6 separate regions of the Mus musculus genome follow, and all the other regions are linked to region 1. Evidence: chromatin contacts called from public Hi-C, HiChIP or PLAC-seq and Micro-C data. All regions are on one chromosome and are shown on one strand. The core of a region is the stretch at or near the end of the contact, and the rest is flanking DNA. Distances in the headings are between cores, read along the strand shown.

Evidence for each region. A called contact is a pair of places that touch in the nucleus more often than the background predicts. HiChIP or PLAC-seq counts read pairs in DNA pulled down with a chosen protein or histone mark.
Region 2: a Micro-C map of the G1E-ER4 cell line shows a contact between it and region 1, with 2.3 times the contacts expected there. The contact joins two enhancer-like sites. A contact is called at or near these places in 6 of 484 Hi-C or Micro-C datasets (the G1E-ER4 cell line, brown adipocytes, embryonic fibroblasts and 2 more) and 1 of 115 datasets of contacts at active chromatin or transcription factors (acute myeloid leukemia).
Region 3: a contact with region 1 is called in a Hi-C map of the G1E-ER4 cell line, with 6 times the contacts expected there. The contact joins two enhancer-like sites. A contact is called at or near these places in 1 of 15 datasets of contacts at CTCF or cohesin (the G1E-ER4 cell line), 5 of 484 Hi-C or Micro-C datasets (the G1E-ER4 cell line, bone marrow-derived macrophages, embryonic fibroblasts and 1 more) and 4 of 115 datasets of contacts at active chromatin or transcription factors (acute myeloid leukemia, craniofacial prominence, double positive thymocytes and 1 more).
Region 4: a Micro-C map of the G1E-ER4 cell line shows a contact between it and region 1, with 7 times the contacts expected there. The contact joins two enhancer-like sites. A contact is called at or near these places in 1 of 15 datasets of contacts at CTCF or cohesin (the G1E-ER4 cell line), 44 of 484 Hi-C or Micro-C datasets (the AML12 cell line, the AtT-20 cell line, CD8 T cells and 28 more) and 1 of 115 datasets of contacts at active chromatin or transcription factors (craniofacial prominence).
Region 5: a contact with region 1 is called in an H3K27ac HiChIP or PLAC-seq map of microglia, with 6 times the contacts expected there. The contact joins two enhancer-like sites. A contact is called at or near these places in 1 of 39 promoter capture datasets (neural stem cells), 5 of 484 Hi-C or Micro-C datasets (brown adipocytes, embryonic fibroblasts, nephron progenitors and 2 more) and 6 of 115 datasets of contacts at active chromatin or transcription factors (bone marrow-derived macrophages, craniofacial prominence, double positive thymocytes and 3 more).
Region 6: a Hi-C map of bone marrow-derived macrophages shows a contact between it and region 1, with 28 read pairs. The contact joins two enhancer-like sites. A contact is called at or near these places in 1 of 39 promoter capture datasets (the C10 cell line), 1 of 15 datasets of contacts at CTCF or cohesin (the NIH/3T3 cell line), 8 of 484 Hi-C or Micro-C datasets (B cells, the C10 cell line, bone marrow-derived macrophages and 3 more) and 6 of 115 datasets of contacts at active chromatin or transcription factors (bone marrow-derived macrophages, craniofacial prominence, embryonic hindbrain and 2 more).

The regions. Positions count from the first base shown.
Region 1 is chr16:92,713,709-92,717,724 of GRCm38.p6, reverse strand. The region is part of intron 2 of Runx1 (runt related transcription factor 1); the gene reads left to right. Among named protein-coding and RNA genes, the nearest start is that of Gm30281, 46 kb to the left of the region's middle. Within about 2 kb of position 1,969, at least 92 of the 459 cell types and tissues checked have an H3K27ac peak or open chromatin away from gene starts, as enhancers often do. A contact at or near this core is called in the G1E-ER4 cell line, acute myeloid leukemia, bone marrow-derived macrophages and 4 more, where this site is marked.
Region 2 is chr16:93,213,504-93,217,519 of GRCm38.p6, reverse strand. No RefSeq gene overlaps it. Among named protein-coding and RNA genes, the nearest start is that of Gm30530, 22 kb to the right of the region's middle. Within about 2 kb of position 1,984, at least 28 of the 459 cell types and tissues checked have an H3K27ac peak or open chromatin away from gene starts, as enhancers often do. A contact at or near this core is called in the G1E-ER4 cell line, acute myeloid leukemia and granulocyte-monocyte progenitors, where this site is marked.
Region 3 is chr16:93,196,128-93,200,143 of GRCm38.p6, reverse strand. No RefSeq gene overlaps it. Among named protein-coding and RNA genes, the nearest start is that of Gm30530, 4.3 kb to the right of the region's middle. Within about 2 kb of position 2,198, at least 21 of the 459 cell types and tissues checked have an H3K27ac peak or open chromatin away from gene starts, as enhancers often do. A contact at or near this core is called in the G1E-ER4 cell line, where this site is marked.
Region 4 is chr16:93,149,052-93,153,067 of GRCm38.p6, reverse strand. No RefSeq gene overlaps it. Among named protein-coding and RNA genes, the nearest start is that of Gm30474, 19 kb to the right of the region's middle. Within about 2 kb of position 2,352, at least 35 of the 459 cell types and tissues checked have an H3K27ac peak or open chromatin away from gene starts, as enhancers often do. A contact at or near this core is called in the G1E-ER4 cell line, where this site is marked.
Region 5 is chr16:93,082,405-93,086,420 of GRCm38.p6, reverse strand. No RefSeq gene overlaps it. Among named protein-coding and RNA genes, the nearest start is that of Gm30474, 48 kb to the left of the region's middle. Within about 2 kb of position 1,895, at least 22 of the 459 cell types and tissues checked have an H3K27ac peak or open chromatin away from gene starts, as enhancers often do. A contact at or near this core is called in bone marrow-derived macrophages and microglia, where this site is marked.
Region 6 is chr16:93,029,476-93,033,491 of GRCm38.p6, reverse strand. No RefSeq gene overlaps it. Among named protein-coding and RNA genes, the nearest start is that of Gm41499, 75 kb to the right of the region's middle. Within about 2 kb of position 1,696, at least 65 of the 459 cell types and tissues checked have an H3K27ac peak or open chromatin away from gene starts, as enhancers often do. A contact at or near this core is called in bone marrow-derived macrophages, hematopoietic stem and progenitor cells, microglia and 1 more, where this site is marked.

The DNA of each region.
Region 1 (4,016 bases), core at 720-3,219:
GCAGGATTCCTAGAACTGTCAGAGGTCTAGTCTACATTCTCCAGCGATAGACACTGCAGGGACTCTTGTTAATACCCCTGCTTCTTACACCGTCCAGCAACTGCATGTGGGTGTTATTGTAAACAACAACGTTAGCCACTCAGTATACACAGGCCCCGCTCCACCACGGGAGCTCATAAGCTTGGATCTAGACATAATCTACCTGATCCCTTACTGACAGTCCCTACTGTCCCCAAAGAGTTTTTATTAAAGACTTCTTGTGCCCTTGCGACAGACCTTGTACTGAAAAATCATGCTGTCTCTACTTTAAACATCAGTGTGAACCATAGCAGTCAGCCAGGGTGTAGTGTGGTGGCAAGACACCCTGGACAGGTCTGGCCAGGGATTGAGGACAGTGGCCACCCAACAGGCAGTGCCCAGACTGTACAGTGTTGCAACAGCCTCTCCCTCTTCCCCTCCCCCTCCCCCTCCCTCTTCCCCTCCCCCTCCCCCTCCTCCTCCTCCTCCCCCTCATCCTCCCTCTCCCCCTCCCCCTCCTCCTCCCTCTCCCTCTCCCTCTTCTCCTCCTCCCCCTCCACCTCTCCCCTCTCTTCTTTCTCTCTCTCTCATCCTCTGTGCATGTGTGTGTGCCTCTGTGTGTGTGTGTGTGTGTGTGTGTGTGTGTGATGAGGAGGAGGGGGAATAAGGAGAAGAGGAAAGCGGGGGGGGGGGGACATAATGGCAGAGATCATTTGATGAAAGGCCTCATCTCAGTCTCATTATCAGGCTGCCTTTTCCATAGCTGCCAATGGTGAGTAATCGTACCTCTCAGAAGGACAGCCTGCTGAGAGATTGGAGGACAAGAGATTGGAGGACAAACCCAAGGAAGAACGGGGACTCTGGGGCAGGGACTCCCTTCTGAAATTCCCTCCAGGTCTGTAACTAGAGCTTTCCCTTTCTTCTTCTTCCCTCCCCTCCCTCTCCTTCCCCCTCCCTCTCATCTCCTTCCTTCCCCTCTTTTCCCCTTCTCTCTCCTCCTTCCTCCCATACCTCTCTCTGATATTGGGAGCATCGCAGGGGCCTCTGTGCCAGCATAGGGAGGGGCCTCATCCTCTTCATCTGTCCCCACCTCCCCGCCTTTCTATATTGATTTGCAGAGTAGAATTTGATAAAAGAATGAGAGAGAGACGGAGAGACAGAAAGAAACAGAGACAAAGAGAGATGAGAGAGAGGGGGAGAAAAGTAGACAAAAAAAGAAGGAACAAGACAAAAAAAACGAAGGAACAAGATTCTAAAGGTGTCTGGAACCTTTCAAAAGCCTCGTGCTGTTTGCCTGTTAAGAAGATACAAGTAACACAAGCCAGCATGAATCCCATTCAAGGGCTGATACTTGGTTTCAGAGAGTCCTGATCTAAATGAGGTCAAAGTGGGTCTTATGCAGGGCCTGTCATTCTGTGCACACTGCGAGTCAGGCTGAGCTCAACCACCTGCTCTGGGGCCTTGAGAAAGATCCAAGGCAAGGTGTCCAGGAAAACAAAATGCATAAGATGTCTACATAGAGCAATCTACTGCCCCAGATAAGAAACATCTTCCTCTGTTTTCATGTGCCCGTGTGCATGTGCAAACACACATGCCTGTGCTCATGTGTGTACACGTACACACACAAGCACGCACAAACACAAGCCCATGCACACAAACACACACACCCAAAAGACCTGCTCTAGCAGAGAGATCCGTGGCTCGGTTCCTCTTTCTTTAGAATTCCAGATAAGCCTTTACATCTCCTCAATCATTGCTCCCATTTGATAAATTCGCCAAAGTTCAAAGGCTGAGTGTGACTGGGGGCATTTGGAGAGGAATGATAAAACTGTGTCTGATAAACACAAAAAGCTTCATCAATATAGATCTACAAATTGGGAGCGTGGGGCTCCCTCAGGCAGTGAAGCTGTTATCTCCAGGGCGAGCCCCAGAAGATAGCTGAGGGAGCGGGAGGCATTATCTGCCTTCACAAGAGGAGCAGCACCTCCCCCACTGCTGTCTGCAAAGCCCAGGAAACACCTTGCAGGGGGTTGATGCAAGACTGCCATCCCCGCCCCAGCGACAGTTGGAATAGTGTTGTAACACAACATTGAGCAACACCTCCGCTGTAGCAGCCACTCTGTCCTAAGACACTTCTCCTGAGGAAAGACAAAGATATTTCGGGTGTCGTTGTTGTTGTTGTTGTTGTTGTTGTTGTCGCCTTTGTTTCAGCTTAGGTCATTAAAGAAAAAAAATCCCCCCTTCCACCCTGCTACTTAAAAAATAAATGTCCCTGAAGTTGGACATTTTGTCCAGGAAGATGGCCTCTTTGTTCCTCAGTCCAACGTGGCCTCGTTGAGTAAGTCTTCCTTTTTTGCTTTTAACTATTAAAGTCAAGAAATAAGAAAAAAAAATCAAGAAATAAAAAAATCAAGGAAAAAAAAAAACTCAGTTAGATCCTGAGAGACTGTTAATGCCAGCCCCTTTCCATCTCACTGTACCATAGCTTGAGAATTCCAGAGAAATCTTCATTTGTGTTTTTCCAGAGATCAGGTTGTCGGTTCCTGGGACTTTTGGGAACTGGATTTAAACTTGTGGATTGCTCTCGGGAAAGGACTTTGAAAGAGAAGAGACCCACTGGAGCTTTCCAGGAGTAATTTCTAAATTTCTTCTAGAGAAAATTTCACAAGACCCTCCTGATTTTAGGGAAGTTACAAAATGGCCAATGGAAGAGGCACAGGGCTAGAGCGGAGGGTGAGACAGCCTTCTCAGAGGGAGGGTCCCAGGCCTGCGAGATGGGCAAGCTGAGAGAAGTCAGCTTGTTTCTAGGAGCCCACTTGCTCTCTGAAAAGTACACAAATTATAGTACGTGTCTGTCTGGAGGAAAATGCTTAGCAGCATCTACCACAGAAAGGTAGCCACTGGAGCAACCCTGTTCTCTCACTTACTTCAGAATTGTCCTTTTGTGAGTGACCAGCTCCAGCATCTCGGAGTGCTCCAGCATCTCAGAGTTCTCCAGCATCTCAGAGTTCTCCAGCATCTCAGAGTGCTCCTACATCTCAGAGTACTCCAGTATCTCAGGGAACTCCAGCATCTCAGAGTATTCCTGCATCTCAGAATGCTCCAGCATCTCAGAGTGCTCCAGCATCTCAGAGTGCTCCAGCATCTCAGAGTGCTCCAGCATCTCAGAGTGCTCCTGCATCTCAGAGTGCTCCTGCATCTCAGAGTGCTCCAGCATCTCAGAGTGCTCCAGCATCTCAGAGTGCTCCAGCATCTCAGAGTGCTCCTGCATCTCAGGGTACTCCTGCATCTCAGAGTATTCCTGCATCTCAGAGTGCTCCAGCATCTCAGAGTGCTCCAGCATCTCAGAGTGCTCCAGCATCTCAGAGTGCTCCAGCATCTCAGAGTGCTCCAGCATCTCAGAGTGCTCCTGCATCTCAGGGTACTCCTGCATCTCAGAGTATTCCTGCATCTCAGAGTGCTCCTGCATCTCAGAGTGCTCCAGCATCTCAGAGTGCTCCTGCATCTCAGAGTGCTCCAGCATCTCAGAGTGCTCCTGCATCTCAGGGTACTCCTGCATCTCAAGCTGCTCCAGCAGTTCCAACTCAGTCTGGTCTTCTTTGTACTGTGTTGAGAGCAGCATGGTTTCAGACTTGGCAATGGAGGAAAGAGGGACACAGAGAAGGAAGGGAGTCTGCAGTCACACGCAGTGTGACCACACTTAGCCATGGAACTCATGTGACAGACTGTGTTCTCAGACGGACTTCCCTCTGGGTCAGAAGGTTTCAGACGTCTTTGTAGCCAGCAGCCAGAAGGCCTTTGCCATGGTTTGATCTTTGGGAAAGCAAGCGTTGCTCCCTGGGTGGCATTAGACCATTGCCTGGTGTTTTGTCTATCCTTCGCTTCTTCTTTACCAATGGAGTCTGCCCTGTGGCAGAAAACCTGAGGCTGTTTTTAAATTTTGAAGTCTCCCTCTTCTCCCTGACCCTGAACTTTGGAGGCCTGAACTATGCTGGATC
Region 2 (4,016 bases), core at 735-3,234, 500 kb before region 1:
CTTTTTGCAGACTCAACGATGGAGCAAAGCTAGCTAATCTTGTATTTTACACGCATTCGCTAAGAGGGGATCTGCCTTTGGCTTTCTTCAGAGTCGGAGGAGAAGGAGGTCCCGACCCCTGTGTTGTGACATCTAAGATTTGTGAGGGTCCAGTTTCCAAGGCTGTTCTTATCTGGGGGACACGACTGTGGGAATCTACCCCTCTCACTGTTAACATTAGGTTGTAAATTATCTGGCTCCAGTATTCTCTAATTGTTTCTCTGGGAAACAGTCCCACTGCATCTTGCCCTTCAGAGGATGTGTGAAAACACGTGTCTGTCTGCCCAGTGCGGGCATTTCGCATGCGACTCCCAACAAGCATTCCATTTGGTCGGAGGTGCTTCTCCATGTGGAACCTGCCACACAGAGCTCCATTTTCACTCAGAGGAGGATGAGAGAGGGTTTGTTTTGAGCCAACTTTGAGTGACATGGCCTGGGGATACAGATTCAGGCTGCCTCAAGAGATGTTCAGTGTCACATTTGAAACCGCTAGTCATAAAGCCAAAGAGGAAGGTGAGGGTTGTACATTTTCAGGTTCATATTTTACTAGAAATTGCACAGAAAGACACAGTGAGAAATTATGTGTGTGTGCATGTGTGTGTGCGTGTATGTGTGTGTGTGCGTGCGTGTGTGTGTGTGTGTGTGTGTGTGTGTGTGTGTGTATAGTGGTTTTTCAAGACAGGGTTTCTCTGTATAGCCCTGGCTGTCCTGGAACTCACTCTGTAGACCAGGCTGACATTGAACTCAGAAATCTACCTGCCTCTGCCTCCCAAGTGCTGGGATTAAAGGCGTGTATCACCAACTGCCCGTCTGAGAAATATATTTTTACCATGGTTTTCTTTAAATAATTTTAATTGTCTATCACTACCACTCTCCAAATCAGGAGCATTTCCTCCCACTGGTAGTTCATATAATTTCTGTTTATTCAGAAGTCTTCTTGGGCTAGCAACATATCTCAGTGGGAGAGTGCTTAAGCCCATACAGAAAGACCTGGGTTCCCTCTCCAGCACTGGATAAACCAGATGTGGTGGTGCAAAGCCTGTAATCACAGCACTCAGGGTGCAGGCAGGGGATTCAGAGGTGCAAGGTGAGCCTCCAGCTATATAAGGAGTTTTAGGCTAGCCTGGGGTACCTGAGGCTTTGTGTCTGTGATACATGAAGGCCATTGTGTTTTTGTCACACCCTAGATGCTCCAGCTGTCTAGTGGGCTGCTATAGCTCAGTGGTGAAGCCCAGTCCTGGGAGCTGGCCCCTCGCTTTGCTCACGAATGACTTGGGTGATTATAGACTCTGGTTTTCTCATCATAAAACAAGAAAGAGATTATTGGCTAAGACGTGAGCAAGGTACATCGCTTTTAATACCAGATGCACTATATATAGCCTACAAACATTGTTTAAAACAAAAGCCCAAATTCTCCAGTGATGAGAAAAACTACCATAAAAACATTAACACAGAGAGCTTCCCCTTGAAGGCTGTATAAATAATACAAGCTTATTGTAAACAGGGTTTTTGTAGAGTCAGGAAGGACATAGAAGACAGTCTTTATTGCTCCTTCTTTCAGACAATGGGAGTGTAGACTTTCAGCTTCTTCAAATTTGCCTGTGTGCGTGCCTTAAGATTTCTATCGTGAGTCAGAAAGAGGAAGCTGACTGTTAACAAAATGTTTTGTTGGGGGTAAGGGTGAAAGCTTCAAGAAGTTTAAATGTTCCTGAAAGAAGATATGCTCCTAAGCCAGTGGTTCTCAACCTGTGGGTCATGATGCCTTTCGGGGGACGGTTTCAAAGGACCTTATCACAGGATCACCTAAGACCATACAAAAACACAGGTATCTACATTTCAATATAGAACAATAGCAAAATTACAGTTATGAAGTAGCAACACACACAATTTTACGGTTGGGGTCACCACAGCATGAGGAAGTCTATTAAGTGTCTCAGCGTTAGGAAGGTTGGGGAGCACTGAAGACTGACTTGTGTATTGTGTGCTGAGGCCTAGCCTGCCCACAGCCTCTCTCTCTGTCACCAGTGAAGCTCCAAAATTTGCTGTTGTCTGCTCTTCAGGCATCTCACGAGAGATGGGGAGAGAGAGGCTCATGGAGCTGTATGCCCTGTGGAACACAGAGCCTACGCTTAGATTGCTCTGGAAAAGGAGGTGGACTCTACCTGACCGTGTAACACAAAGCAAGCTCCCTTGGCGGCTTCTTCATGGCCATGGGACCTGTGGACATTCTCAGTGCTCCTCCTACTGGGACTCTCCTCTGACTCACAGACCCAATGGAGAATGTTCAGGACGGTGAGGCCCATGGCCTTCCTGACCTTCAGAGCACTGTGCCACCAATCCACAGAGTCTTGCTTTCTGGGGTTTCCTACAAGGACACGAGGTTGGCCTTACAGCCCCACGGTGGCCGAATCCCCGTGGCCTGGAATAGGGCTACTGGATGTTGCCTTGGGCAGAGCTCAGCATCTTTTGCTCTCTTGGAGGATTTGAACTCGTTGGTAGTTGGATGTGTCTTATTAAAATCCCTGGTCATGAGGGATTAGGGATATGGTTTCACGTGGCTCGTGAGCTCTATTTTACCTGGGGAATTCATTCCTTTTGTTTTGTTGATTTTTTTTCCTCTCTGCATTTTTGGCTATACTGAGGTAATACTGGGAGCACCGAGGTTGCTTACATGTGGAAGGCAAGGCCAGTGTGTAACTATGTGATCTATGCTAGTGATGTGCTTGCCCTGCGATGAGAAGGAAGTGGGGACAGACAGGTTTTGAAATTTCCTTTGAGGTTGCGTGTAGATTATCTAGGGAATGAATTTGTTTCCCAAGTTTGCACCAATCCAAAAAACCTGGAAAAAGCACATAGTTCCACGTTGGGGGTGGAGGGGATGCACAGATAACGTAATGAGAGAGCTTGGAGCTACTTTGCCCAAGGGAACAACAAAGTCATGGAGAAGCCTGAGCTAGGCTAGTTCAAGGACAGCCTGGAGACATACAGAGGTCAGCAAAGGGTCATGGGTCCACAGAGCCAGGCTAATGGTTCATGTTCTCCTTGATGCAGGGGGAAGGGACTGCTGGTTTGAGGTCTCATCAATGTATCAGAATCCCTGCAGGCAGGCCCAAGGTTTTGATATTGCTACAGTGCGATTTTGTCATCTACAAAGTTCACACTGAGAACCTCAAGTTACAAAAAAAAAAGTCACACACAAAAAGTATCATAATACTTAAGCTTACTGTTTTCCTTAGGCTACATACAGAGCTATCCTAGGCTACATACAGAGCTATCCTAGGCTACATACAGAGCTATCCTAGGCTACATACAGTCATGGCAGCATCCTAGTCTATACACAGCTAACTTTGCTCAAGTGAACAACAGAGTCTAGGCAGTGTTCTAGGCTACATACAGCCAATGGCATGCAGGCTATAATACCTGGCAGGTATCGGAGTATTGCATCTTTATATTAATCTTTACAAGGATGGTCCCCAGCAGGAGGACCCTGCTCTGCAGAGGAAGAAGCTGGTGCTCCAAGGCAGACTCATTTCCTGGCTATCAAGGAATGTAGGTTGGAAATAAGGCTGAGCACGCCCTCTGACTATGATTGTCTGGAGCCAAGGAGATGCATCAGTGGGGGAAGTGGTCACCGGCAACCTTGAAGAACTGAGTTTGTCTTCCTGGATCCTGCATGAAAAGCTAGATAAGATAGCGGGTGCTCGTGTGTGTGTGTGTGTGTGTGTGTGTGTGTGTGTGTGTGTGTTCGTGCTATCCCAGATCTCCTGAAGTGAGATAGGAATCAAAGAGAGGGGATTCTCCGTAGGTTCACAGACCAGCTCACCTGGGGTATGCAGTGGTGAATAAGAGTACCTGCCTCCAACAAGGTGAGGGTCACTACCTGTAGCTTGTCCTCTGATCACCACATATGCACAACGGCACATGTATACCTGCATCCATAGACATGATCTTACACGCACACATGATCTCATATGTAT
Region 3 (4,016 bases), core at 949-3,448, 480 kb before region 1:
GACAGACCATCTTAAAGTCCAAGAACAGAGGAAGAAAAGGTGGCCATGAGGAGAAGTGTAATGATGTTGCTGGGGATTGTGAGAAATTGGGTTATAAAGTGTGATGGGGAGACAGGTCAGGCACACTTTTCCTAACCTAAAAAGAGAGTGTTTGATCTCATAGCTGTAATTAGTAGAGGTGATTGATGTACCCAAAGAGAAATCTTAGAATTCCTTAAAATGTGGTTAAGAGCAGTAGAGACCAGAGACAGGAATGCAAAAAATTATGCTATCCTAGTTAGTTTTCATTGTCAACTTGACAACAGCATAGAGTTACTTGGGAAGAGGGAACCTTCACTGGATTGACATGATGGTATTGGTCTGTGGCCACATCTGTGATATATTGTATTGATTTATGATGGATGTAGAAGGGTCATGCCCACTGTGGGCAGCACTATACCTAGGCAGGTGGGTTTCTGCTATATAAGAAGGCTAGTTGAGCATGAGCCAGTGAGCAGTTTCTACTCTAGCTCTTGCTTGCGTTCCTGCCCTGACTTCCCTTGATGATGGGCTATGATCTGGAAGTGCAAGCTAAAATAGTCATTTCTTCCCCTAAGTTACTTCAGGCCACAGTGTTTATCAGCAACACAAAGCAAACTAGAATATGTGGCAAGAAGAAAATGTAGACATTTGGACAACACAAAGACTTTGTGTTTAGATGAATGTAAGGACCAACATGGAGAAGATAAAGATTTGTCCTAGGTTTTGACTCTGGGTGATGGGCATCTGGGTGCCACTAGTAAAATAAGAGGGGCGTTGGGAGCAGGAGCTGAGGAAGAGGCAGGGATCAAGTTGAAATGATTAAGTTTGAAGTGGTTAAGAACATTGGAGATATGAGTTGAGAGAGATGCCCTTGACTTTGAGGGTTGGAAAGGAGTGTGTGGTGCTCAATAATTTTGCAAATAAGCTATCATTGTCATCCGGAAGAGGGATGGAGTCAAGGCTGAGAGAACAGTGGAGAGGGGAGGCCAGGTAAGACCGTCAGTTTAAAAATGGTAATGAAAGGAAGGAGAATAAGGAGGCAGCCAGTGAAGAGAAGAGGAGGGATCATAGTGAGCTATGCAGGGAAGCCCAAGGGATCATCTCTAAGGGTGGCAGTTGATGTGAAGTGAGAAGATGATGCCCCGGAGAGTCCCAAGGTGAGTTATTATTGAAAGAGGTCCTGTTGCCTGGTAGTTAACTCTTTAGAGAACTCCCTTAGTAGGACACTAGGGAAGGGAGTCTGGGCTTTGTTGGGAAACATGACAATGAGAAGAGCAAGAGATGACTAGAGGGCATGAGTATGCTCCAACACACTCATAGAATACATTAAAAATAGAAATATAGAGTGGACAAGACCAAGGAGGCTTCTCAGTGGAAGACAAGGCAGAAGGCACCTCTGGCTTAGAATGGGGGTAAGGGGAGTGATCTATAAGGAGAGGCTCCAAGGAAATGGGAGCACATAACCAAAAGCCCAGATGAAGACATTATCTGCTAAAACGATGTGTGCTGTAGAGAGGGGGGTAATTAAGATAGTCATAAATGGGCTGGGGGGGGGGGCGTCTACAACTGCAGTGAGCCTGCTTTGTGAACATGAGGAGCAATGTTCAGTCTCCAGGACCCACATGATCACAAATGTGCACTCCCTCTCCCCCAGAAACACATCAAAGAGAAAAGTATCAGTATAGAGGTTTGGAAAGAAAGGAAAACGAGGGACTTATTCCTCACGTCCTCTCGATTTGGGGTAGGATGAGGATGAAGTGATCCAAGGAGTGTCACAGCCAGGGGAAACGTCAGCAGAGGGCTGAGGGAAAGATGTGGAGCAGGTATATTAAGAGGTATAGCCCAACCTGTCCTTTGCTTGTTGTTCTTAGCACAAGAAGCAGCAAGGAACCTGCTTCCCCTCAGTGTCCCCATTTGACTCCCAAGGAACCTCCATCCCTTAAGAGTCCCCAAACCTCCATCCCCTAAGAGTCCCTATCTGATCTAATAAAGTCCATTGTGTTTATTCTTCTGTGAGAAGTTGGAAGGGAAGAGGAGAAGAGACCAGGGAGGATAGAACAGGTAGAGAATATGTCAGTGTTTATCGCAAATTCAGACCTCCCATTCCTGACTCTCTCTCTCTCACAGCGTGGTGAAAGTGCTCAAACAGCACAGGAGGGCATACAAGAGCTCATGGTTTTTACGTGCTCAGCTTACCTTGTGAGACTAGATTTGCGTGTGGATTGAGACTACAACGTGTAAGGTGTAATCCAAAGTAATTACACAAGTGATTATTATTTAGGCAAGCTAATCTCCATGGTTACATACCTGGTACTGTGCTTCTGGCACCAGGGTTTTTTTTTAAAAACATGTGGAATACTCTAAAAATTAGTATTTTAATTATACAGTTTGCCATCTGCTTTGGCACACTGGAAGTCTAGTTCCAACGCATGCCTTTGGAGACTCACGCATCTGAGGGTTCCACGGCGACTCTTCTGTTAGTGTGGAGTTAATTCTTTGGAAGCCTTTTTTGACTCAACTGCTCATGACCTATTCCAGGAAAGGCATTAGGAAGGAGCCAGCAGATAACAGATCTCCAGCTTAGAAAGAATTGCTTCTGGAAACTGTGTGGCAGCAGATAAGGCTTGCTGTATGGGAGGTGACTTTACCCGACCACACGCTTGGGTGATGTAGCACCTCTGAGTAAGCGTTGTACACAGACTGATAAACTCTGCACTAAGTAAATTAAGAATTCTATTGCTTTAATAGCTTGCCCTCTAAGGCCAATGACTAATGTGATTAGTTATTATGTGCAATAATAAATGGGCCGTGTAGACTTTATAATGGGGGTTCTGGTGAGATTGAATCATCTCCAGATGTTCTAACATTTATGATACCCAAGCTATACTGAGAGGAACTGATGGTTTAGAATGAGCCAAGGATTCTATCATAAGCAGAATGATAGCTGTTGGAGTTTGGAAGGGCTTGACCATTTTTGTGTCCTGTGATTGGAATGACATATGCTACTTCCTTAGATTCTGTGTCATTAGGTAACTCACAATAGCTAAAGGCATCCTGGGGATTTGAACTCAAAACTTAACACTGAGACCCAGAGAGGCAGAGTAACTGCACTGCTAGTCACTGAAGGATCTAGGACTAACCCTGGCTAGCAGAATTCACCCATTGTGTGTATTTAGTAGAAGACCAGAAATGAAGCTGGGGTTCTACATACAACGCATGGTGGCTCACATTTATGATTCCTCTCTACGTCTGAGAAAAGACAAAATAACACATAGCCATAGAGAGCATAGAGAAGGGTGAGCACACACAACCTGGGCACCAGTCTTGGCCTGGGCCATATGTTAGCTCTGTTTTTCATTGCTGGTATGAGCATTAGCTCTAGACTCTGTCACCATCTTCTGTCCCTTTTCTTCCCTCTTACTCCCCATTCATCTTCGTTTCCCTTCTTCCTCTTCCATGCCCCCCTCCTCTAGACTGTCCTGGTAGGGTTCTGGCTAGTACAGGGAATTCCTCTACTCTCTTGCTAGTCTGGAATAGTAAAGTTGTGTGTACCCTCTGCTTCAAGAATGGGAAATTATCTTCAAAAGTGGAGACTTTCTTGCTTAGAAAGTGGTCATGTCCATTGCTCTACACAAAAATCACTCTTAATATTATAGAGATACCCTTTAAAAAATTACAAAGTGATGCTCTGAAAATATATCCCCATCTTTTTGAGGGTGTATGTATTGTTTTATCCCTGTGTCATAGGTATAATAGTGGAGTCCTTCATGAAAATGTTATTGTGGCAATCTTAAGAACATGATGGCTTCCAGATGTTATCACACAGTTTGTGTGTGGACTAAGTATGTGATGACTGGACATCTGGGCCCCTCAACCTGCCATCTCGCCCCTCATTACAGATTGCTTCTTGGCATTTGGGCATATTATGGTCTTATGTTATTCCTTTAACTTCTTCATACCTTTACCTAGACTATGAAAATGAGGGTGAATGACAT
Region 4 (4,016 bases), core at 1,103-3,602, 430 kb before region 1:
GGTGAGAGTGCAACCCTTTCCCTTTCAGCAAGTCCTGGTACCCCACTAGGAACCCGGAGCATTTCCGGTTCCTCTGAAGATACAGCTCCCCACCGGATCAGAGAGCACGTGTCAGAAGGACGGTTGGAAAGCTCTCTCTGTGGTTAGAAGACTCGGCCATATCAAGGCCTGTTTCTGATTTTGATAAGTGCACCTGGCTTATGAAAGAGAGCATCCTTCTTGGGAAATACACATTAGGGTGGTCAGGAAGGAGAGAACTGTCTGCTGCGACAGTTCACAAGATAGCAAATGAAAAGTAACAACTGAGAAATCAAGTCCAGAGAGAAAATAGTCTCTATCACCAGGAAGTTATTTCCAAATAGAGCTTTAAAAATAAGTAATAGCACCCCACCCCCCCACCCCCCGCCAAGTTTCTGCTATGCCATGAGGTCTCTTACCACATTCTCTCTGGAATTGAGGGCAATTCCATCCCCAGAGTCTGTCCTGAGCAGGATTTGATGTCATTATTCCCAAGAAGCTGATAAGCCCCATGGGAAGGGACTAGCTCTCTGAGTTTCAGAACCAGACAGAAAGCGGTGTGTGTGTGTGTGCGCGCGCGTGCGTGTGTTTCTATGTGTGTGTGTAGGTGTAGAAAGCTGTGTGTGTATACATATGTATACATGTATGTATGTGTGCAGTTATGTATATTTGTGTATATACGCATGTGTGTATGTGTATGTACACACATGTGTGGGTGTGTGTATACATGTGTGGGTATGTGTACACACATGTGCATGTGTGTGCATGCATGCATGTGCTTATATGTGTGTGCATACACATGTGTATATATGTGTACACAGGTGTGCATGTGTGTATATGTGCATATACATGTGTGCATGTGTGTGTGTGTGTGTGCATGTATGTATACATGGACATATGTCACATGTGTGTGGAGGTCAGAGGACAGCCATAGGTGCTGTTCCACATGCACAATCCACCTTCTCCTTTGAATTTTTGAAACAGGTTCTCTCATTAGTCTGAAGTTTGCCAAGAAGACAAGGCTGGGTGGCCAAGGCACCCTGGGGATCTGCCAATCTCCATGTCCCCCTTCCCCCAGTGTAGGGATTACAAGTTTGCACCACCACATTCAGCTCCTTAACAGTGGGTTCTGGGGATCGAACCCCGGTCCTCATGCTTGCTGTGCAAGCACCTACTCAGCTTTCACTTAGCTGTGACTGGCTATAAAATGCCAAAGTCTTGAGATGGCTCAGGGGTTAAGAGCATTGGCTTTTCTTCCAGAGGTTCTGAGTTCAATTCCCAGCAACTACACACTGGTGCACAACCATCTGCATGGGATCTGATGCTCTCTTCTGGTGTGTACTCACATAAGTAAAATAAATATATCTTTTGGTTTTTAAATGATAAAATCTCTAGCAATATATAGCTGACAGAATCATGTGAACTGGCCCTGTGGACCTGCTGGAGGCTCCGTGTCTTCTGGCCTTTCTCAGCTTTCCTGGGTTCAGAATAAAGCATGCTCGCAGTTGGTTGGTTCCAGAAGGTGGAGTTCTGAGCTGGCAGGGAGTGACAGATGACCCGGCTACTTGCATGTGTCATGAAGCAGCAGAAAGCGAGTGACACCAGTTTGAAGCAGCGTGTTCCTTTCTCACGGTCCCAACAGAGGGAATCTTAGTCCCACTCTTTCCGTGCGAGGATTCTTGAGAACTCTTGGTTCAGTTTCTCACTCAATTTATTAATTTCCCCTTCGAGTGTTAAGAATCAATGTAAATAACACATTTAAAAGTCTATAATGCCGGGCGTGGTGGCGCACGCCTTTAATCCCAGTACTCAGGAGGCAGAGGCAGGCGGATTTCTGAGTTCATGGCCAGCCTGGTCTACAAAGTGAGTTCCGGGACAGCCAGGACTACACAGAGAAACCCTGTCTCGAAAAACCAAAAAAAAAAAAAAAAAAAAGTCTATAAAACTAACTAGTCAAGGTATTCTCTGAAGTGGTTTCAGTACAGGGCAAATAGCCCCCCCCCCCCATGCTCTTACTGCCCCACGCTGTCTTTCAAAAATGACTTTTAAATCCTTATTCACCAGGACTGAGGTGCTTGAAAAAAACAACCATTTGGAACTTTTTTTTTTAACTTCAGACTTGTATATGAACACATAAGACACTCGATAAGAAGCTCGATGGCTGTCGTTTCTCTGGGGTAGAAAAATGTTAGCTTGTATTTAGGACTTTTTTTTTTTTTTGAATTGCTAGTTGTCGGTTTAGAGAATTTATTTTCTCCACTTAGATGGATTCCTTTCTGCCCTGTGATTCATAAGTCTCCTCGCAGCCTGCTGCTTGTTATGTCTGCCCTGCACGATTAGTCACCGGTTCAGGGGGTGCTCTATTTTCCCTTCCCGATCTGCACCACAATGCATCTTCTTCAGTAAGAAGTCATTTGCTGTTTCCAGCCACATCCTAGCTCCCCGTTCCTATTTGGACAGGAGCGGGCAGGGCTGCCTCTGATGGCTGGTGCGGACACGCACAGCCTTCTTGTGCGAAGACAAACTAGACGCTGAAAGGCAGGGTTGAGTGGGGAGGGGCCGGAGCATCTCAGAGCATTAAATAGCTTTCTGAGTGAGAACACTTCGTGATGTAAGTGTATTCTTGAGAACGCACTGCTTGGCGGTGAGATTACTTAGGCGTGGAATGCCATCATCCCGGCTACCATCTCCATAAAGAGTTCCTTAGCTTAGAGGACTCATCTTCAGAGACCATGCTTATTGGAATTCAGAGATAGTGTCTCCTGGGGTGCTCTGAAGTGAAGCTGTGTTCTGGTCACTCCAGAGCCTCTCCAAATGGCCGTGATCTCCAGAGCTTTCTCTGAGAGGAAGTCAGGTAGTGTGTGGACCCCCTGCAATTCTGTGGGTACTTGGGGCTATTTTAAGTTTGTGCCACTGACACCGCGTTTTTATTTTGCCTAAACCGAGTATAACATCACTTCTCCCTCATTATCAACACATGGGCAACACTTTCATCAGAGCAACGACAGTGTGTGTGTGTGTTTATTTTCTAAGACAGAATATTCTTCCTGTAATTTATTTAACTTACCAGATTTCGTTTTGCAAGCCTGGGAGGCAGCATGTTGGCACCAAAGCCAGGACAGTTCACAGTTTATTTCCATAATGACCATGCAAAGCTTCAAATGTATATTGAGTTCGGATGGGTCCCTCTGCTTTTAAGGAAGAAAGAAAAATGTATTTTGATGAGACACTGCCGTTTTGAGTACAGTTTTAGCTTTGTAAATTGCATTTAAGACAGTGTTATTTACAACATAAGGAAGCTTAATATATTTTCCAAAATTGTTGGTGATTTGACACTTGTATCCTTGAAGTCTCCGGTAATTTCATTATTCAGAGAATAGAACATATATAGCTGTGGGTAATGATTCTTGTTAGAAGTTTCTGGTGGCCTTCTGAAAGAATTAAAATGACTTTTAAATTTGATTTCTTGCATACTTTCAGAGTCCAAAGGTCACAATTCTCTATTAGTCTACCAAGGGCGACATCTAAGGTATTCCTGCAAGCCCCTTTAAGGCCTCCCTACTCAATTTAAGAGTTTGGATGTCACTACATTGAGTTCATGTAAAATATCACTATTGTGACTCATAACTTACTGCAGTTTCAATTTTTTTTTTCAAAACCTGCCTGACAGATGCACAGGGTGCTGGAAGAGCTATTCTGTGGCTCTGAAGCTTGCAAAACGGGATCTGGACTCCACAGAGGCAAAGCTCTTCCGGCTTTTGGAGCCCCCCCGATGTCATCTGAGGCCTGAGTCCCTGGGGTTGTTTTCAGGTCTCCCATGAGAGTTGTGTGAGGTGACGTCAGGTTTGAGGGTGTGGAAGAGTGGTCCTCACTATCGTATCCTGGGTTGAGATGCCCAGGATGCAAAACCACCAGGTGTCTTCTTGTTCAAGGATTGCTATCCAAAGTAACCTAACATTTAAGCTTCGAATGCATGCACATGCGATGAAGATGCACTG
Region 5 (4,016 bases), core at 646-3,145, 370 kb before region 1:
TGTTCTAGATTTCATTATTTTTCTATCCTACCCAATATTCTCGGTTTTATTGAATAAAATTGAGAATGTTGTGTGCTTCTATATTCGGTGTATTTGGGAGTCATGAATACTGAATGAGATTTTTAATACTCCCAAGGGCAGTTATGCCTTGTATTGGTATTCTGATTTCATTTTGGCTTCTAGACAGAAGTACTCACAGGATCGTATACAAAGAAAGAATTCATACATATCTTGTTTATTTTAATCTGCCTGAAGTAAATTGCCCTTGCTGAAGTTAACAGATACTGTAAGAGGGAGCTAAAACATACATGAAGATATAGAATCTCTTTTCATGTCTGGGAGGAGGAAGTTGGCGAGTTGGGGACTATGGGTCCAGTCTCTGGAGCCAATCAATGTTAGTTCACAATGAAAAGAGGTTTTTACGGGTAGGAGTAAGTCAGTGGTTCCAACAGGGAAGGACTGTCATGAATTGTTCAGGAGACTCCCAAACCCAGTCACAAGACAGTCACTTGCAGGAGTTTCCAGACACAAACCTTAAGAATGACCAGATACACAGATGAGGCAGAGCTCAGGAGATGCAGGCATCAGCCAAGAGACAGCAGGGTTCACCAAACAAGGGCTCCTCCTGAGAGGAAGAACACTGGAGCCACACCCACAGAGCACCAAGAGCCACAGTCCATAGCTTAAGAAACTGGGAGAAGCTGTAAGATTCTCCCTTTGTCCCTGTCAAGAGACCACAACGCTGCCAACTAATGACTAATGGAGGGGGTGCAGCTGTGTCAAACAGCCATCTATCAGGTCATATTATAAACACTATACTGTATAATGTTTGCATAACTACTAAGTTAGATAGCAATTACATTCAAGAAAATTTACACATTTGTTGATTGTATTCTGTCTTTTGTTTAAGATGAACACCCTAATGGTAGACTTTCCAGATGGTAGCTGTGTAACCATTTAGAAAGCTCTTACATGAGTCCACCGTTCTAAGAATCATCTGCATTTCAGCGGCCCCGGCATCCCCTACGTGATGGGTGTTAAGCGCTCATCCCAGCCTCTGTACTCTGAGGGCTTCCTTGGGTTCTGGTGTGTGTCGTCTTCCCTGTTTGTCTGTCCATAGGGCCTGCGTGTGGCTCTAGGCATCTGAGGAGGATTGCTTTGAGAAACCCAATTGACGTCCATTACGTATGCCTTGTTAAACAGCCAGTGCTTGTTGCTTGAGTTTTAGACCTGGGATTTTGTTCCCAGAAGTTTCTGAAAGCCACTGTGCCCAATATGCTAAGCAAGCCAAGCTGTATTCCGATGTAGGTTCATTACATAAGGGACAGATGCCCTCCTGCTCAAGCCATTCCTCAATTGGACCTGAAGGCCACTCTGTGGTATTTCCCATGCCCAAAGATGCCCCTCCACAGCAGTGGGCATCTCTTTAGTAATCTGTGGGTCCCAAGACCTGTTGTGAACCAGACCAGGCCTGTGATGCAGAGCAGAGCAGTCTGTGACCATAGGACAGCGCAGGGAGGGACTGAGCACCTAGCATCTTCCTCATTCGGCCACACCTCTGCCTTCTGGCACAAGGGCCTGGCTGAACCTCCAGCATTTTTAAAAAGAGCCTGAAATTAATGTCTCAGTGTGATCAATGTAAAATCTCAATAGTCCAAAGTGTTAAAAAGCCACTTCATGAATCTTTATGTTGCCAGGGCAAAGCCAAAGCTGCCAGTCCTCTGTGCTGGCCCAGTACGCTGCAGCTTGCAAAGGCGAGGATCTGTCTCCTGCTTCCCTTCCCCACCTCCCAGCAACAGTGCTGGCTCCCCTCACAGAATCTCTTCACAGGCCCCTGGGTTCACTTTCCACAGCTCAGCACCTCTCCGAGGGACTCTGAAGGGATTTTCCCTCTCAGGCCCTTAGTTCCTCAACCAGGAACTGTCTGCCCTGGATTCCAGTTTCAAGACACCAGCATGTGTTAAAATGCAGAAATGGCTGGAACCAGAATTATGCTGACAATTGTTTTTCTTGCTCCCAAGACTCCTCTGCCAGGTTTGTTTGTTGTTTGGTTGGTTGTTTGGTTGTCTCTTTGTCTCTAGGCAGAAGGGTTTGGTTCTTTGCTTTCTTGTAGGGCCCTGGCTGACACTTATGTTTTGAACACTCGTGTGTGTGTGTGTGTGTGTGTGTGTGCGTGCGTGTGCGTGAGGCACTCCTCCCTGCTGAGCCACCTCACTGGCCCCCAATAACTAACAATTAGCCTTCTCAGCAATGATGGAGACTCATACCAAATACATTGGATTTTTGTGACTATTATACTAAGATACCACCAACCTATTGTTGTCAAACAACAGAGATTTCCCTCTCGACAATATTGAGGCTAAAATTCACAAGTTAACATGTAAACTGAGCTGGTTTCTCCCAAATAAGCCGGGACCAGTCACTCCATGCCCTTCTCCTGGCCCCTGGTTTCTGGCAGCAATCCTGGGCTTTCTTTAGCTTGAGGCTGACTTGGTTCACCCCTACTACATCTCTGTGCATCTCTCCTGGCTGAGGCTCCAAGTCTCCAGTCTCCCTCTCATACAGGAAAGATGTTTGTTACTGGACTCAGCAGCTATCCTAATCCAGAATGATTACACTGAATAGTCACACTGAAGTTACTAAATATGTAAACTACTTCCAAGTGAGGTCACATGTATCATGACTTTGGAGAAATACTATTCAAGTGTTTTGTGGGACAATGAGGTTATGTCTCCAGGTAGCCTCTCTCTCTCTCTTTCACATCAGGGGGGAGAGAGAGAGAGAGAGAGAGAGAGAGAGAGAGAGAGAGAGAGAGAGAGAGAGAAGAGAGAGAGAGAGAGAGAGAGACTACTAAGCTTCCTTCAGGGAGAAACATTTCAGAAAGGGCCAGCTCTAAGCCTCACAAACCCTGGGCTTGATGGGAAGATGGTGTTTGGAATGACCCAGGTTTTCTTTAATGGGCTAAGAGAGGTAGCAGGTCCAGTGGTTGTTTGCTGTTAGCCACAGGAAGAAACAGGGTGTGAGGATGCAGCAAAGCAACAGAGCTACAGCCAAGTGTGGTTTCTGGTTTCAGGCAAGCTTTCCACCAGTTATCATGATCAACAGCCCAGGAGATGGAAGCAGCCTCCTTCCCCTGTAGATCCCTTCAGTGTGGGTGTGAATCAGACTCCCTCCTTCTGTCTGGGCTCTCATTTTCTTCCTCCGTCATAAGAAAGGGCAGGAGTGTGTGTCTTTGGCTGCTGTTGAGTGCTCTGTGGTTGAGCTAAGAGATTAACATGTAATTTGCTATTATAAAAGCAGTAATAACACCTCAAGGTCTTCAAATGGCTTTCCTGGCTGTCGGTCAGGGGTTGGTTCAAAGGTCACAGCTCTCGGAACCCTTTCCTCCACCAGGAACACTGTCCTTAGCTTCCCACACTGTCACTCTCTTCTCCCTCTTGGCTTTTTGTCACAGCAGTCCACAGCTTTGATCTCAGAAAGAATATTGCAGTTACAGTCTGTATGGCAGGTGCCCATCCTGGCCACCAAGACTCACGGTTGCCTGAAAATCTCTGCCACTGGTTTCTCGACATTCTAGCCCAAACACTGGATCCATCTCCTGCGTTGGCTGTCCTTTCTCACACACAGCTTTTAGAACCCAAATCTATTGAAGATAATTGACCAGTCACTTGGCTGTACTTGGAAAAGATAAAAATACTTTGCTGAAATATTCATTTATTTAGCTCCTCTCTGACAGTGCCGGAGGCATCGAACCAAAGTACCCGTCCTTTCTCCTCACTGAGGACGATGAAGTATCTGCTATAACACTGCGGGGCAGGAACCCAAGTGTGGACGCGTCAATGTTCTCTCTGACTTCACTTCCCAACCTTCCATGGTAACATTAATGAGTTTCCAACCTGCCTTGTTTTGTTCGGTTTCTCTCTTTAGCATCTCTTGAGGATAGTCACATAGTTTTCTTATGAACTTTGCTTGCTATAAAAAGATCCACACATTCTTTTCTGCTCTAGTTGGTGGGG
Region 6 (4,016 bases), core at 447-2,946, 320 kb before region 1:
TCAACAGAGGCACCTGCTGGAACAAAGTGTTCATACACATGAGCCTGTGGGGGACATTACACACTCAAACCATATCCCCTGAAAGTCACTGCTGGAGAAGTGTAAAATTTGAGAACAGCTCAAATATCTATCAGTGAATTTCATGATCAAGGCATGAAATACAGCTTCATGTTAAGGAACAAGCAGTGGCCTGATGGAGTTATCTGGGATCTCAGGAGTGCTAATCCCCCTGGGGAAACAGTGGAGAGGTTTTAAGCTGGAGGGTGGAGTGGGTTCATGTACCACTGAGGCTAGCCTCATTCTGGCAGAAACATAGACACTGGTGACCTTGGAGTGGCAAGGACCTTTGCCAGGGTATGGACGTTACAGATTTGGAATACAGACCTGACAGGGCAGTTGCAGCCCTTGCTGGTGGTGATCTGAGCATGGGTGACCAAAGGGACATGTTTCTGACGGGTAGAAGATGAAGAGAAGATGGAGGTTGGCACTGTGCTTGCTGTGGCCATTTAAAATCTGAGAATGTGTGCTCTGCCTGGCAGAGGTACTATAGGGTTAGTGTAGTTCCATGGGGAACCAGAAACCATCAAGGTGTTTGTTCACCCTTGAGAAAGGCATCCTTACCCAGGGGCATGTGGAAGATGGGATAGAGGGAAGGAAGCCATGAACTGAGGAGAGTCAGTGTGGTCAGTCTCCTGCGAAGGCATGGCCCTTGTCACCTAACAGGGAACCGAGACATACCTCCCCAGTTCCTCTTGCTCTGAAAGCATCCTTGTAAGATCTCCTTATCTCTCTGGGAGTAGCTCCACCTGTCCATCTCTCTAAAAGCAGTATGGGTTTCTCCTCCTAAGAATAAAAAAGACTAACTCGAAAATAGATTGCCTTTGTTGGCATATGCTAATGCTCTGAGAAGTGGCCATGTTCTGGTAGAGGGCAGGCACTATTCATTTCAGTCAATGGGATGCTGGATCAAAAGGAAAAGCAGGCCCTAGGCTAAAACAGAAGCAGAGGCCAGGTCTGGCATTGAACTTGTGAGTATGCTCAGACTCAGTGCACAGCCATTACCTGGGGACATAGTGCAGCAGAGCCACCTGCCCTTCCCTGTGCCATGACTGTCCTGTCCATCAGCCAGTGAAGAGGCCCCTCCATTTCTTCTCAGGGACAAGAGAAGGACTTCACTGGAAAACCTGCCCAGCACCCTCTACAGCATTTTATGTAGATTATGCAAATAATGCACATTTCTTGCTGTGGCCATCCAGGCACTATTACCTAATGCTCTCCTGGTCTCATTCACTGCTGACATAAAGATCTCTAAGTGTTGTTTCCATGGAGACAGCAGAATGGAGGACAATCCTGCCCACAGGTTAGAATCAGAGAGAAATGTTCCAAGAGGAAACTCCCTAAAATGTGTTCCTTCTTTTAAAAGCCCAACGCTGGTGGCATGGACTTACATTCCTCTTGGTGATTTTTGTAGTGGTTGGTTCTGTTTTACAAAGTGTCTAACCTACTTTGATGAAACTTTAGACCTCCAGACAGATTTATGGATCAATTTTCTTGCCTGCAACACGCACTTTGCAGGAGCCCTTTTCTAAGTATTTTGAATTCCAAGAAAACGAAAACAAGAAAAGTAGATGCGTCAAGACTTCCTCTTTTTCCAGAACACATCACCCCTCCTGTGTCACAGCTACTTACTTCTCTTCCTCTTTCCCCAAGTGTGTGATCAGTTCTCCATCAACACCCTTCCTCCACAGCCTGAAGCCTGGAATCAGCTACATGGGGCCGCCATATTAAAATTCCATGGACGTCTCATGGGAGGGTTAGAGAGTTCTCCCAAAATTCTGACATTCTGGCATGAGCCAGGCCACATGGATTGGACCACTCCTGATATCTTCTGGGGTTGCGGTAATTGAAAATTCTTGGCACCCCTCCTCAAGTGGCTGCATTGCCCAGTCTCTGGGTTGTACTGTGGCCTTCTACCTGTGTGTCTGTGCACATATTTAGATTAGGGACCATCTTTTGTGTGTGTGTGTGTGTACATGTATGTATATGTGTGTGCATGTGTGTATATGTGTGCATGTGTGTGCATGTATATGTGTATGTATTGTGTATATGTGTGTGCATGTCTGTACATGTGTATGTGTGCATGAGTGTGTCCATATGTGTAGAGTTGTATTATGCAGTTGTGTGTGTGCATATGTGTGTGCATGTGTATTTGTGTGTGCATGCATTTGTGCATGTGTGTGCATGTGTGTGTACACGTGTATGTGTGCATGTGTATGTCATATGCACACATAACAGGTGTGCATATGTGTGTGCAGTTGTATGTATGGATATGCGTGCATATGTTTGTGCATGTGTATTTTGTGTGTGCATGCATTTGTGCATGTGCGTGCATTTGTGCGTGTGTGTACGTGTATGCATGTGTGTGTGTTGCAAACGTTTAGAAGTAAAATTAGAGCATGTTTCTTTTGGAATTGGAGCTCAGTTTCAAACTAAACCTAAGCCAGGCACTTGTCATACGTTGGATCGCTTCTTCCTAAAACAGTTATGCTGAAAGCTTCCAGCCCCACCTGTGCGTGTATGCATGTGTGTGCATTTGTGTGTGTGAGTGTATGTATGTGTGTATGTGTGTATACATGTATGTGTGCATGCTTGTGAAGGCCAGATGTTGCTATCTGGTGCTTCTCTCTCTTACTCTACATCCTATATTTTAAGGCAGGGCCTTTTGCTGGGTCAGGAACTCAGCATTTTGGAAAGAATTTCTGGCCACAGGAATCCTCCTATCTCTGCTAGGATTGCAGGTAGTTGTGGCCTTGGCCTCCTTTTTCTAGGGATGTTGAGGTTCTGAACTCAAGTCTGTAGTGCACATCTTACTCACTGAATCATCTCCCCAGCTCCTAAGGGTCCATTTTGAAGACAATTTGCTTATATTTATGAAAACCCTCTTTCCAAATACAGAAACATTTAACAGGTGGGGCTGGAAGCTTTCAGCATAACTGTTTTAGGAAGAAGCAATCCAACGTATGACAAGTGCCTGGCTTAGGTTTAGTTTGAAACTGAGCTCCAATTCCAAAAGAAACATGCTCTAATTTTACTTCTAAATGTTTGCAATCAGTGCACTTTTTATAAGAATTTTCATTTTATGTGTAGGAGGGTTTTTTGTCTGCATGTGTGTATATAAGCTATGTGTGTGCAGTGCCCACAGAAGCCAGAAGAGAATTGTGTATGCCCAAGAATAGTTGGTCATGAGCTGCCACATAGTTGCTGGATATCAAACCTTCATCCTCTGCAAGATCAACAAGTGTTGTGCACTGCTGAACCAACCCTCCTGCCCATCTTAAGTTCCCTTAATAAGCTATGGCGTATTGAAAGTTTTGTCACTTGCATTCCTCCAGGATAATTATGTTATCACTTAGAAATAAAACAACACATCAGGACTATCAGGAAACTCAATGGTTACATGTACGCTTGTGCACACACAGATACACATGCATGCTTATGAACACACACAGGCACACATGCATGCTTAGGCACACACACAGGCACACATGCATGCTTATGCACACGCACAGGCACACATGCATGCTCATGCATACACACATAGAAACACAGGCACACATGCATGCTCATGCATACACACATAGAAACACAGGCACGTTTTTCTAATCTCTTATACACCTCATTTCAAGAATTTAATCAAATGCATCTTGAAGTATTACTCATGAAATGTTTTATCTCAGCTTTCCCCCTCCCCATTTAAAAGTAAACAAAGAGAGAGGCAGGGGGTGGGGGGAGGAATGATGGGAGAAGAAGAAGCTGACACACCTGCCGTGCAGACATTCGGCCTCCTTCCTCCACCTGTTTCCCAGTCTGACCTTTACCCAATGGTAGCCATGGAGGGACTCTGAAGTCCAGGTTTGGGGGAGTGTCACAAAGGCACATTGGTACAGTAGCCAACAGTATGGATTTGATCTGGGGCTGGAGTTGAGCTGCCCACTAGCTCATCCTGTGTCTTGAGT